Regions from separate parts of the Mus musculus genome. Here region 1 is linked to region 2. Evidence: chromatin contacts called from public Hi-C data. All regions are on one chromosome and are shown on one strand. The core of a region is the stretch at or near the end of the contact, and the rest is flanking DNA. Distances in the headings are between cores, read along the strand shown.

Region 1 (5,925 bases), core at 1,207-3,706, 530 kb before region 2:
AGGAAGTGAAAGAGCTGGGCAGGAGACTGGTGTTACTCAGCTGTTCTGCAGCTCAGGCTGGGGGAGGGAAAGTGCGAGAGGTGGCCACCAGGTGGCGCTATGAGTGTGAAGAAATCATGAGTGCGACTTAGTGGATGATCAGGAAAACTGGCAAACATCTCTGAGGAGAGAGAATCATTGTCCTCATATAAATACATTGTGGTCATCTAGTGAGACTTGGGTGGACATGGAGATGGGCTTCAGACACATGCCTGTGTGTGCAAGGGCATTGTAGCTCGAATGTTTATCATCAGGTGTGAGTTTCCTGGGTTCTCTTGATGCGAGTCAGTCCTAAGCCAACACATGCAAGGATTTTCTTGCCCATTGGATACCCACTCTTTTGGGAATCTGGGGTCCTCTGTGTCTCAGGGTCTTGAGAATGTCCTAGAATTCTGAGAGATTATCAACGCTGGATAAGCAATCTGGGCATGACTGGTCACATAGTTTGCATAATCCAGGATAAGATGAAAATAGACAGTCCCCCTTTGAAAAGAAGAAGAAACAGGCATTCAAGATGGTGACAGCAGAACACTGAACTCAGGGAGAGCCGAGCCCTTCTAAGCATGGAGCTCTGTGGGGCTGCACTGGTCATGGAGCTCTGGTCACTGCCCATGAGGCTGGCTCCAAGTATGGGAGTGGAATACAGTCTCAGGCAATCCTGTGTCTGCTGATGGGGACCTGCTGGACACATGAAAGGTGGTATTCATTCCTCAGTCTCTTCATATGGGAAATTCCTTGGCTCCCTAACTTTAATACCAACATAGCTTAGAATGTGGCACTAGGGAATCCTGGACTCACATTCTGATTCCATCCTTAAACACAAGTCATGAACCTACAGCTCACCTGCCAATCCCACCTCTTGCCTATGGTGTGGGTTCAATCAGGATTAATGCAGACAGCACCTTGTCTAGAGGCAACTCTTACTCTCTCTGCTGAGATCTCACCATTAAACCAGACAGTGCTTGTCCCCAGAAGTATCTGGTCAGGGAGGCTGGGGCAGACATTTGGCCTCAGAGTTGAGTAGCACTCACTTAGTGGGGAGCACTTCCTGTGTGCTTTTGCAGTCAGTTATAGAATAGGAATCAAAGTGGGGAGAGGTCCAGAGACCTGGCAGAGGGTGGGGTGGGCTGTTACAGAATCAGAGATGTGTGCACCGTTCATCTAACAGACATCTATGAGTGCTTCCTGTGGCAGAACCCAGGGGAAACTGGTGAGCAAAGGTACCTAGAGCCCCATCCACTGCTAACTGGAAGTCCTGTCATCTTGGCTGCATTCATTTCTAACCCACGGACCCTCATCACGTGTTCACTCTGGGGCAGGACACAGGACTCTACCAGTCTCTCTGAATGAGGTGACCGAAGGCCCTGTGTGTTCATTCTCAACAGCCAACCCCACTGAGTCTTGGTGAGCTGTCCTAGCAACTTTTACTGGAGTGTAGAGAGGGCCAGAAGTGTCTGGCTCTTCGGGGCAGCTGTGGACTGATGACTCTCCACTGGAGGGACTGGACCCTGAAGTCAAAGAGAGGCCAACCTTCAACGGATGAGGCGCTGGACTCGTATTTGGGACACTGGGAACACACAGAGGATGAAATTTAGTTTTGATTAACCTGGAGAGGAGCTCACTCCTGAAGTGGCCCCGTCTTGAACAGCTCAGGTCAGCTTTAGAGGACGCACTGGGGGCATCTTGTGAGAGCAGAAAGAGTGTCCAAAAGGTTTTGAGTTGATTTCAGCCAGGTGTGAAGACTGTGTGTGAACAACTGACAGGCGAAAGTCTGGGGCTTGACTGAGTGGTCCAAGAGCTCAGGCAGCCCATTGTGGTACATGCAGAGGGAAAGGTAGATGGGGTAGGGGTGTCGGGGTGTGGGCTAGCGCAGCTGCCCACTGGGAGAAAGGGGAGGTTCTGCTGACTCGGGGCATCTGAAGTGTCACACACATTAAACAATTTATTATGTACACAGCATTGAGGGTAGCATAGTTACCAGCAGTTCTCAAAGCAGTAATACCTGGGAACCGATTAGAACTGCATGTTCTGGGGCTACCCTCCAGGCCTGCTTATTTGGGAATTCAGGGGGAGGGGGAGGTGCTATACGTTCATAAACTGCAAGTCAAAGCTTGAGAAACATTATAGAGTACAGAGTGCTAAGCTTTGGACAGCAGTTAAGGGTCTGGGTTGGCTGGGCTGGGCAGAGGGGGCATGGTGTTCTGAGCAGTGAGCTACTTTACATACATCCTTCTTTAAGTGACACAAGAAGAAATCGACCAGGAGGTCTGTGTCACCATGCCCTCATGGAGAGGCACGATCTGGCGTGCAGAGTACCTCAGTGACCAAAGGTCAGGTCGTAGCACCGGAACCCCTGTCCATGCTGAGGTGGCTCACAGTGGAGGGCTGCGCTGCTGATGCTGCCTGTCACTTCTGCCGTGATGTCTCCATCCAGCCTGCATGGAAGGAAGGGGCCTATTATAGCTTGACCCTCCTTTCCCTAGAGCTTAGCATGGGCCAACCTGGGGTCAATGAGAGTGGGATGGCATTCCTGACTTAGAAGGACGGTTGTTTGAATTTTCATAAAGTTTGCCACATACACCCGGGAGCTGGGCTCAGTAAATAATCTCTTCAAGACTACCAGCATTCACCCCTGACACTGAGGTCTCATAGCTTAAGTGTGCGATTAAAAGAGAGAGGTTCCCACGCACTGTGATTAGAACTACGCTAGATTGGAAAGAAAAGAACACAGCAGGAAAACACCTACACTACTCAAGGAGTTTTTCTCCTCTCTCCCTAAGTTGTACTATGTGGTTATTATCACGTCTCAGTTGAACACGCGCCTGTTAATTTGTAAGGTGCAGTAACTCTGTGGCAGGTCCTGCGTTTGGTGGTGGATGGGGCCAGGTGTTCCTGCCCCTTGGAATCTGTCTTTGAAGCCAGTGAGCATAAGAACCAGGCTAGGACACAGCTTAAGGCAGTTTGGCACTAGCTAAGGTGAGAGCTGCCTCTGTGTGTACCTCATCTTTTAGTAAGTGAGGCCTCTGGTCTTCTGTGATCCTCCAGACACCGCTGTTCATGACAGGTAGGACCTGCAAGGGACTCTGGGACTAAGATGGGGGTCTTCCTCCAGCCCTCCTGGTAACTGCCACTGTCTCCCAACAAAGGCCACTGCACACCTTTAAACACAAAATAGTCTTTTATTTGTCAACGAAGGCTACACGGGATCACTTCTGGTTTTGTTTTTATGCTTTCCCCCCTTTTTTCTAGAAGGTATCTACATCTGCATTTATTTACAGCCTTGTTGGTATTTACACAGTCAAGAATACAGTGTTAGAAACACAAAAGTGTTGAGAAAAAAACTTCTCAAAATTAGTTCCAGACTTCAGGAAAACTATTTCCACATGGTAAGGCCAGAGTCTCCAGTGTTGGTCATCCAGAGGCAGCTCATTATCGTCCTTTGCCAGAGCTGCGGGTTCAGAAGTCCTCAGAATGACGGGCACATTTAGAACAGTGGGGTTCTGGTGATGAGTGGATTAGAGCTGCTGGGAACCACCAGACATCTGTGGGTCAGCTTCTGCGGGGACAGCCGAGCCTGCCCACGGGCAGTCAGCCCTGAACCATCAGCCCTTAGAATCAATCACATTTTTCTTAGGGACTAGGAAGTAGCCCAGTCTCACGCCTTTGGCATTCCCCAGAGGGTAAGAAGTACAACACAGGGCCCCACCGAGGCCTCTGAAACACAACACAGGGTTCCCACCCCATGCTTCCCCACCTTTGATCTTCCACAACACCGTGAAACCGCATAGCCCGCCACTGTTCCGGGCAGTCAAGTACACAAGGCTGGTTTTTGAGAATGATGGGTTGGAGAGGATAAAGTTTCAGTCACCTGAGCAATGAGTCTTTAAAATGAGTTTGCTGTTTTGGGAAGGCTAAATAAAAAGGTCTTGAACCACAGAGTTCATTTTTTACTTCCGTCCCCTCTCACAAAATATAGACAATGGTTTTGACCTAGCTGGGGACGGTGTGCCTCTCGTGGAGGGCTTTTAGTCCTGATGAAGATCCCGGGAGAGAGGAGAGACTGGGACCCCATGGGAGGTGAATCCTCCTACCCCAGAATCGGCATAACCTGGGCTAAGCAGTTGATGTGAGGGATGAAGGACACACTCATCTTTGTGTAATGGGTGATTTAACCCCAAAGCCCAGCCCTCTGCTGGAAGCCAGCCAGCTCATCTCCCCGGGTACAAAGCCCAATGTCACTGCTCTCACCACATCACATGGCCAGCAGAAACACAAGGACTGCAAATGGCAAAGATGTGTTCTAAGATGTCACACTGAAAACCTTCTCTATAAAGGCAGTCACTTAAGTCACAGTTGTAAGGCCCTTTCTTCTTCTTCCCTTGCCTCAAGCCTATAAAGCCAGTTTACTCAGCTTACTCGGCTCTTCTTCATCATCTGCCCCCCTCCCCATGCAATCCCTCTTATTTTCAGGCACTTGTCCAGCCTCAGCAGTCTCCCTTTAGCTTCCTAGGGTTTCTTTCAAGCCCAGCATCCTTCAGTAGAGTCAGGCACTGGTGTGGACCTTGGGCTAGTTTTCCACCAGTGGCTCTGAGCCAAGTGTTAAAGGCTAAAGTGTGGTTTACTATGGAGTCAATATCACCACAATACCATCTAGTGATGCCTGCCTGGGAGATGACCATAAAGGGGGTCTCAGGGTATAAAAGACGAGGTCAGAAACTAATAAAGTCTTGTTTAAGGTCTTGGAGGAGGGGCTGAGGCTGGGGGACTAATTGGCAGTTGTGGAGGGTGGAGAAGGTGGGAACTATGCAAAAGCAATCCTTAGAGGTTCAGAAGCTAACTCCCATCAGAATCACAAACTTCCACCAGTGAGGAAGACCCGGTCACTCTCTCAAGTGGATAGATGTAATGAGTGTCGAAAGAGCGGGAGCTGTCCAGGATGGCATTTTATATTTAAAGTCTCCTAAATGGGCGAAAGGAACTGTGGCCTGTGCCTTTAAACACACCTGGGAGGTGGAATCCAACTGAAAGGAGCCAAGGTCATAGTTCAGGGAGGACAGCATCAGTGTCAAGGGAGGCACATGGCACTGTCTGGCCTACAGCTGAGGTCCTATACAGCTCAGGGATGCTTGCCTGTTTCCTCTCTGGGGTGGCAGTCCAGGAAGAATATGGGATCATTCCTTTTAAAGAAGAATACCCCATATCTCATGGTATTCACTGATGCCTAAAAATATAGTCTTTGAGGGAGGGAGACAACAGAGGAGGAAGTCACAGGCTGGACAGCTACAAGGAGATGGTCCCTTGGGTCACATGCTGTCTCTCTGTCTTATAAGTAAATGACCCCGGCGGATCTCAGCCAATGTCAGGCAGCCAGTATGGGACAGATCAACTAGGCCAACTCACAGGACAACTCTGCCCACAGGACCCTTACAGCAAACGTACATTTTGAGGGGCATATGTCTTCTGGATACAGAAAAACCCATGTGTTTCAGGTCAAACTATTTTCTATCCCACCCAAGAATGATCATACCAGAAGGGGGTCTGCATTACAGCTCGCGCTAGGTACTGTGGGCCTGAGAGGGCATCAAATCTGACCCAGCAGAGCTTTGATCCAGAGGCAATGAGCAACCAGTGGATAGAGCAGGCTGTGGCACACGGTTGCAACAGCGTGACGGATTTTTTTTTTCTTTTTTCTTTTTTTGGAATCAGGAAGAGCACTTAACGAAACACATCCTCTTATCCCAGTGGGACAACATAAGGCGAGATCTCCCCTCCCCCAACACGCTTTGGACACCTCTCTCTGCCAGGCAGAACTACACACTGCTCCGATTCTCCTGCGGTAAGAGACCTTCTTGGTTTCATTAACTCATGTCATATTCTTAAGACTCT
Region 2 (6,018 bases), core at 1,005-3,504:
ACTACAACTAGTGGATTAGAGAGACTCCTGCAAAGATGTGAAGGTGGTGTAATGCCTTGCTCTCTGCAGGGTGGGGATCTACACAGCTCTGGGATCTCCAAATCACCCATCGGTGCCAGCAAACCAAGAACTCCTCTGGAGTATTCAGCTGAAGGGTGTCAAGCATCAATTGGGTTAGACGGTTGAGATGGCCAAGCTGGCAACTGCAGGCAGAGGGAGTTGATAGAATCACCTTAGGTACTAAATGTTTAAGTAGGTCAAAGGTGAACAATTAGATAGGCATTGGGGGTTTAGAACAATTGGCAGGAGGGTTCCTCTGTTTAGATCTGGGACCATGTTTGTTTTCAAGTTCCATGAGGAACTGTAGGTGGTGCCAAGCTTGAAATTCTCTCAGATTTACTGAGGCCAAAAGGACAAACTTTAGTCCTGCATGACTGAAGAAGGTTTGCTCTTTCAGTCCGTTGTCATAGTAAGGTCAATATCTTTCCAAAGAGTCAGGTAAATGGGGGTTCAGATTCACTCCTTTGAAGGTACCTATATCATGGGACTTTCTGATGTTCTTTTGTTTAAAGTAGCTCCCCCTGTTTCTGTTTCTGTTTTGTCCAATGAAATCTTGGTCAAACAGGTAAGCAAGGAGCCTAGCTAACTGAACAGAGAGTGGTTGGGGCTTCCATGTCTACCCCTCCTCTGAGAAGACCCCAGCCCTGAGCAGCAGTGATGTAAAACAGATACATTGACACTCCTGTCTATGATGCTGGGTGATTCTGCTGAAAATTGATGTGTGTGTGTGTGTGTGTGTGTGTGTGTGTGTGTGTGTGTGTGTGAGGGGGAGCTATTTACATACAAAACCATAGCAACCATCATAGCAGAAAGATGGCTGGTTTGATACTCAGTGGAAAGAAGAACTACTGTTCAAACAGCCAAGGAGGGTCAGGGGAGAAAGATCAGTGGCTGAAGGTTGAAGTCCAGTTTGATATCCAGGACATAGTGGGAAGTAGGAACCAACTCCACAAAGCTGTGCTCTGGCCTTGATGTACATGCCATAGTAAAGTGTGTAAACACACACACACAGACACAGACACACAGACACAGACACACAGACACACACAGACACAGACACACACACACACACACACACAGAGAGAGAGAGAGAGAGAGAGAGAGAGAGAGAGAGAGAGAGAGAATATGAATTATTCAGGCAGCATTGTATCTATTCTGAGATGTGTAGACTATTTCTATCATTATCTCCTAAACAACATCATCCCTTTGTTCTTACACTGGACTGGATATTCTCAGCAACCAACAGATGATTCTAAGTATCCTAAAAGATGTGCCTAGGTTATAGGCAAATACCATGCCATTCTATATGAGGTACTTGTGTGTCCTTAGCCCTTGCTATTCATGGCTTGCCTTCCTGGAACTGATCTTCCACAGATGCCAAAGGTCAGTTATATTTCCATCTTATTTCAGCTGTGATTTGTCATTCCCCATGGTATGGCTTCTGGTTCCATTTTTGAATTCATCCTTCAGTTGTCATGGGACGCCAAGCGAGAGGCTTTCTTCCTCTGGCCCCAGTTTCCTGGAGGGTGCTGAGTATTCTGCCTTTCACACTGCATTCAGTGGAATCCAGGCCTCCCCTCCTTCCTCTTCTTCACTTTATCCAGAACACATCTGTTCTTCTGTTTTGTATCTCGAAGGTCTCTATAAAATTCTCTTTGAAGATGGGTGATGGAGGTCAGTATGTTTGAAATCCCCTAACTGAATAATCTGCTGTGTTCCTCCCTCCCTGACATTCTATGATTCTAAAAATCACAAACTCCTAATCCATCTGCAGGAAGAAACAGCTCCCAGTGAAATCTCCAGGGGCCAGGCATGTGTGAGTAGTAGAGTTGTGCATGTTATGTTTTTAATTCTCCAACGTCTATGTGTGTATGCGTGCGAGCGTGCCTCTGCTTCCCAGATACATACCATGTGCAAACATTTTACCTGGAAACATCAGCTGCTCTCAGAGCTATTTATTTATGTGTCAAAAATGCCTGTAGGCTAAGTGGGGTGAGCCTGCGTCCACGCCAACTCAGCCATGTGCTCTGGAGTCTGCAGGGGAGACAACACTGTGCCCACAGACTGCAAACAAGCAAACCAACTGAGAGAACAGTGCTCTAAGATGAGAAGGGAAGAGAGAAAGCTCGCTCCAGGAACCATAACAGACAGTTCCATAATGGTGGAAAGTACATGCAGAAGGCCCATGATAGTCTCCAGCCTCTCATGGGGGCAACCTGCCCACCCAGGCCCACGCCATAATTACAGATTCAGACAGGGCCTAAGGGTAGAGAGTAGATTATCCCGGCTTGTGGGCTATCCTTGCCACCCTGTGTAGACAGGCCTCTGAGCTTGTCTAAGACTCCAGAAAGGGGAGTGAACGAGAACACCAGAATGTGAAAAAGCCTAAGTCATCTCCATTTTCCTTGGGGTCACATGGATTTTATTGGAGTAGGGACAGGGTGGAGAACACATGCTGTTCTGATTATATTCTCATTATACCAACGAAAAACTCAGCAGATAAATAGACTGCAAGGCAGAGAGGCCTGGTAAGCATCCAATTCACCTCCCTCACCGAAGGGTAGAAAACCTGATGCACCAGGAAAGCCCTTTGCCCTCCCCTTCTCCTCCTAACACTGTCTCTCCCCCTTAGGAAACCACCTAACTGCTGGAAGAGAACCCAGGGCAGACATCAGGTAACAGGACATTCTATTCAGTCTTGAAGTCTCCTAAGGAGGTATGGCCAGGGGTGCTGGAGAGCATCTGTGGATGTGGTACTTGTAGAGAAATATGAAGGCCTCTGTGTGTGGCTGTTCAGAGTATATCCCACACTATGGAGTAACTGAAACCCCAAATACCTCCATCCTCTCTTCCTTGGGCCTCGTTTGATATAGGATAACATGTATGTAGCAGAAGTATATATTTTGGTTTAGTCCATATAGAAGGGCTAGAAGCACCTCAGCGAGGCAGGTTCTGGGTGAAAAGCACAAAGCAAACAGAGAAAGGAGGAGGCCACCTGTGAGAGGGAGGATGGTAAAAGACGTCTGTGAAAGATACACGTCTCTCTTCTGACCTAGGTCCATTGCCCTGTGGCACGTCCATCCAAAGCATCTGCAGGATAAAGCCAGGGACATCCTTCTTTGGTTACCAACCCAAACCAGAAGGCCACAGAGCTTATTCCTCTGCCTTCCCATTAGCCAAATTCAGCAATCCTGGGGTTCTCCCAAGACTTCTATCACTACCTTACTTTGTTCCACTATGGGGGTACCCTCTACTATCTGCCTCCTCCCCAGCAGCCCTGGTTTGTGTTGGCTTGCCCACTTCCTGGAGAGAGAAGAAGGAAGGCCTGGTCTAGCGGCTCTGCCTGCCTCTTGTAAATACCACCCCGTTCTGCCCTCCACTCTGCTGCATCCAAAAGGGCTGAAGACACAGATTCTAAATATAGACCCATAGCCATCCTATGCCCCGCTAATATTAGCCCTTCTGTGGAATCCACCGACAGCATCTTTCCCTCTTTTTGGCTGTGCTGGTGGGAATCCTTCTACTTATAGGAAGGCTGGCAGGCTGAGCCAGCAAGACTGAGGAACACACGGAACCAACTCCCGCCAGAATTCCCCCGCTCAGACCATGCCAGGTGATTTATGGAGCTGTTTTTTCAGACAGGAAATTTATGATTCTGTGGATAGGCTTGGGAATGGGGGTGGAGGGTAGGGGTGGGAATGGGTGGCTCTAGTTAATTGAATTTGTCAGCTTCCAGATGGAGGGGACAGTAACATTTGTTGATAATTTTCTCTGAGCCAGATCTGATAGTATCAATTTTCACACACATGGTCTCCTTGCATTTTTCCAGCAGTACTCTAGGAGGAGAAGGTTGTTGTCCTGTTTTACAGGTGAGGCCACTGAGGCTTATAGAAGTGAAGCTCACCAAGGTCAAGGTTAGAATGATATGGAATGTGCTACTTTGCCGGGCATAATTATGCTCACAGAAGCAGAGGGCTGACTTTGGATGCCTAGACTTGAACTCTTCAGTTGCCTGCTGCCAGGCCAGTTGGGGTGATCAATTGAACTTGTCTGAACTTGACCTGGGATTCACACACACACACACACAAAAAGGAAACCCAAACATTCTTATGGTCCTCACCCTCAGAGACTGCTCTTTTGTTTACCAAGTCCTTTCTCTTCATCATCCTCTCTCTCCTTCTTTCCTCTTTTTCCCCACATAGAAAAAGGGTCTCTATGTATAAATGAGGTGGCCTTGGGTTTTCAATCCTCCCTCCTTGGCCTCTTGAGTGCTGAGAGTCTAGGTACAAACCACCATACCTGGTGCTGCGGTTCTTTTACATCTTGATGGCCCAGATTGGAGCACAGACTGACCAGAAGATCAGCTCAACAGCTTGCAAGCCCTTCCCACTAAGTAGGCAAGAACAAAACAGACATGATGACTGACTCTGTCAACGCAGCAGAGGGCAAATGAGCGCCTTCTCATGCCCCAGAGCCACTCACAGCAGAGGAGAGAGCACCAGGAGAGACAGGGAGCAGAAGGCAATGTGTGACAAAACAGCTGGACTAATCGTGGTGTGCTTCTGTCCCACCTTGTTCCAGGACAGTGATGTCATATTCCAAAAAAAGGTGTAAAGTCCGTGAAAACAGAAGTTCTAACTCAGCCCCACCTTCTGCCCCTAAAATGAGCATCTCTGGGTACAGTGACTGATGAATGTCCCATGAGCTTTTTCTCTGGCAGCTGCAGAAACACACCCAGCAGGGCAGCCTGCCTCATCACTAACATCTGGATTCGAGAGTGGGAACTAACCACCAGGGCCTGCTTGCAGCTGGGAAACTAGAGGGAATTCCCAAGAGCCTTTGGGAAGGATTCCCTTCCCAGGCTGCAGACATCTGAGGGGTTTTCCCATCAGAGCAGCCTCTGAGGAGGAAACCTTGAGACTCTAGCCACTTGATGTAGTTTGCTGAAGTTGAGCTGATACTAAAATTGCATTTCTAGAACCTTGCCTGTGCTATTTCTCTGAGGAAGGAAACAGGCCCATTAGTGAGTCACTCAAGTGGCCTGTGGCAGTCTCTGGGGAATTCTTTGCATTCACAGCTCCCAAGTGGTACTGAGGCTGTGTGTACATGTGTACAAGTGACAGGCACGCGCAGCGATTCTGTCACTATCAGGAAACCACAAACAACAGGATAGTTTTCAAGGTGAGGCAGGGCTTCTGCATCTCTGAGAACCAATAGAGCCTGAAGAGAAATCTCACCGGCACATCCTGCTGCAGCATACCAAAGGGACACTTGGGAGCTCAGGGATGCAGACATATGTAATATGCACACCTGAGACCAGACTCACATGTGCATGGAACAGGAAGTACATACTCTGACATTGCAGATCCTTGCATGACCATGAAATGTCAAACAGACAGACAGACAGACAGACAGACAGACACACACACAGAAACACACACACATACGACTCAGCCTTCTATGCATCCAAAAAAGACTGTAGCCTGCAGCAAGGGAGAGTGTTCTCAATCTAGAAGTCCAGTGTATTAGAAACTCTGCAGCTGAGAACCTGCTCTGTAGTAGATCCAACCTGATGAGCTCAGAGAACTCTCCCATCTGTTAAGAGACACCTCTTTAACATGTTTCCTAATCTCTTCTTGCTAGAAGGAAATGGGGCAAGTGTGCCAGGCAGAAACTGAGTAACAGCCCTTGAGACACTGGCACCTTGGGAGAGGACACCAGCTAGGAAGATGCTCAGTAGGAGGCAAGAATGAAGAACAACAGAGACTTAGCCTGCTTGGGGTCAAGTACAACCTTCTTCCACATGTAGCAAGGTAGGCATACCTGGTCATGATTCTCTACATCATTATTCAATGAATAAATTAAGGTGTATTCAGGTGGATCTTATTAAGTCTTTCCAGCTGGGATCTGGTCTCCTCACCCCTCAAGATTGAGTGAATGACGTCCCTTGTAACAAGA

What was found. Hi-C and Micro-C count contacts between places; a contact is called where the count stands out from the background.
Region 1: a contact with region 2 is called in a Hi-C map of cortical neurons. The contact joins two enhancer-like sites. A contact is called at or near these places in 1 of 39 promoter capture datasets (second pharyngeal arch cranial neural crest), 3 of 484 Hi-C or Micro-C datasets (cortical neurons, cranial neural crest and nephron progenitors), 1 of 115 datasets of contacts at active chromatin or transcription factors (astrocytes) and 2 of 9 other capture datasets (embryonic stem cells and embryonic tail).

What each region holds. Positions count from the first base shown.
Region 1 is chr7:96,908,367-96,914,291 of GRCm38.p6, reverse strand. Tenm4 (teneurin transmembrane protein 4) reads right to left here. Exons shown (of 33, transcript NM_001310762.1): 33 at 3,199-5,925. Among named protein-coding and RNA genes, the nearest start is that of Gm22226, 8.8 kb to the left of the region's middle. Within about 2 kb of position 2,456, at least 17 of the 459 cell types and tissues checked have an H3K27ac peak or open chromatin away from gene starts, as enhancers often do.
Region 2 is chr7:96,373,312-96,379,329 of GRCm38.p6, reverse strand. The region is part of intron 2 of Tenm4 (teneurin transmembrane protein 4); the gene reads right to left. Among named protein-coding and RNA genes, the nearest start is that of Gm15412, 34 kb to the right of the region's middle. Within about 2 kb of position 2,254, at least 12 of the 459 cell types and tissues checked have an H3K27ac peak or open chromatin away from gene starts, as enhancers often do.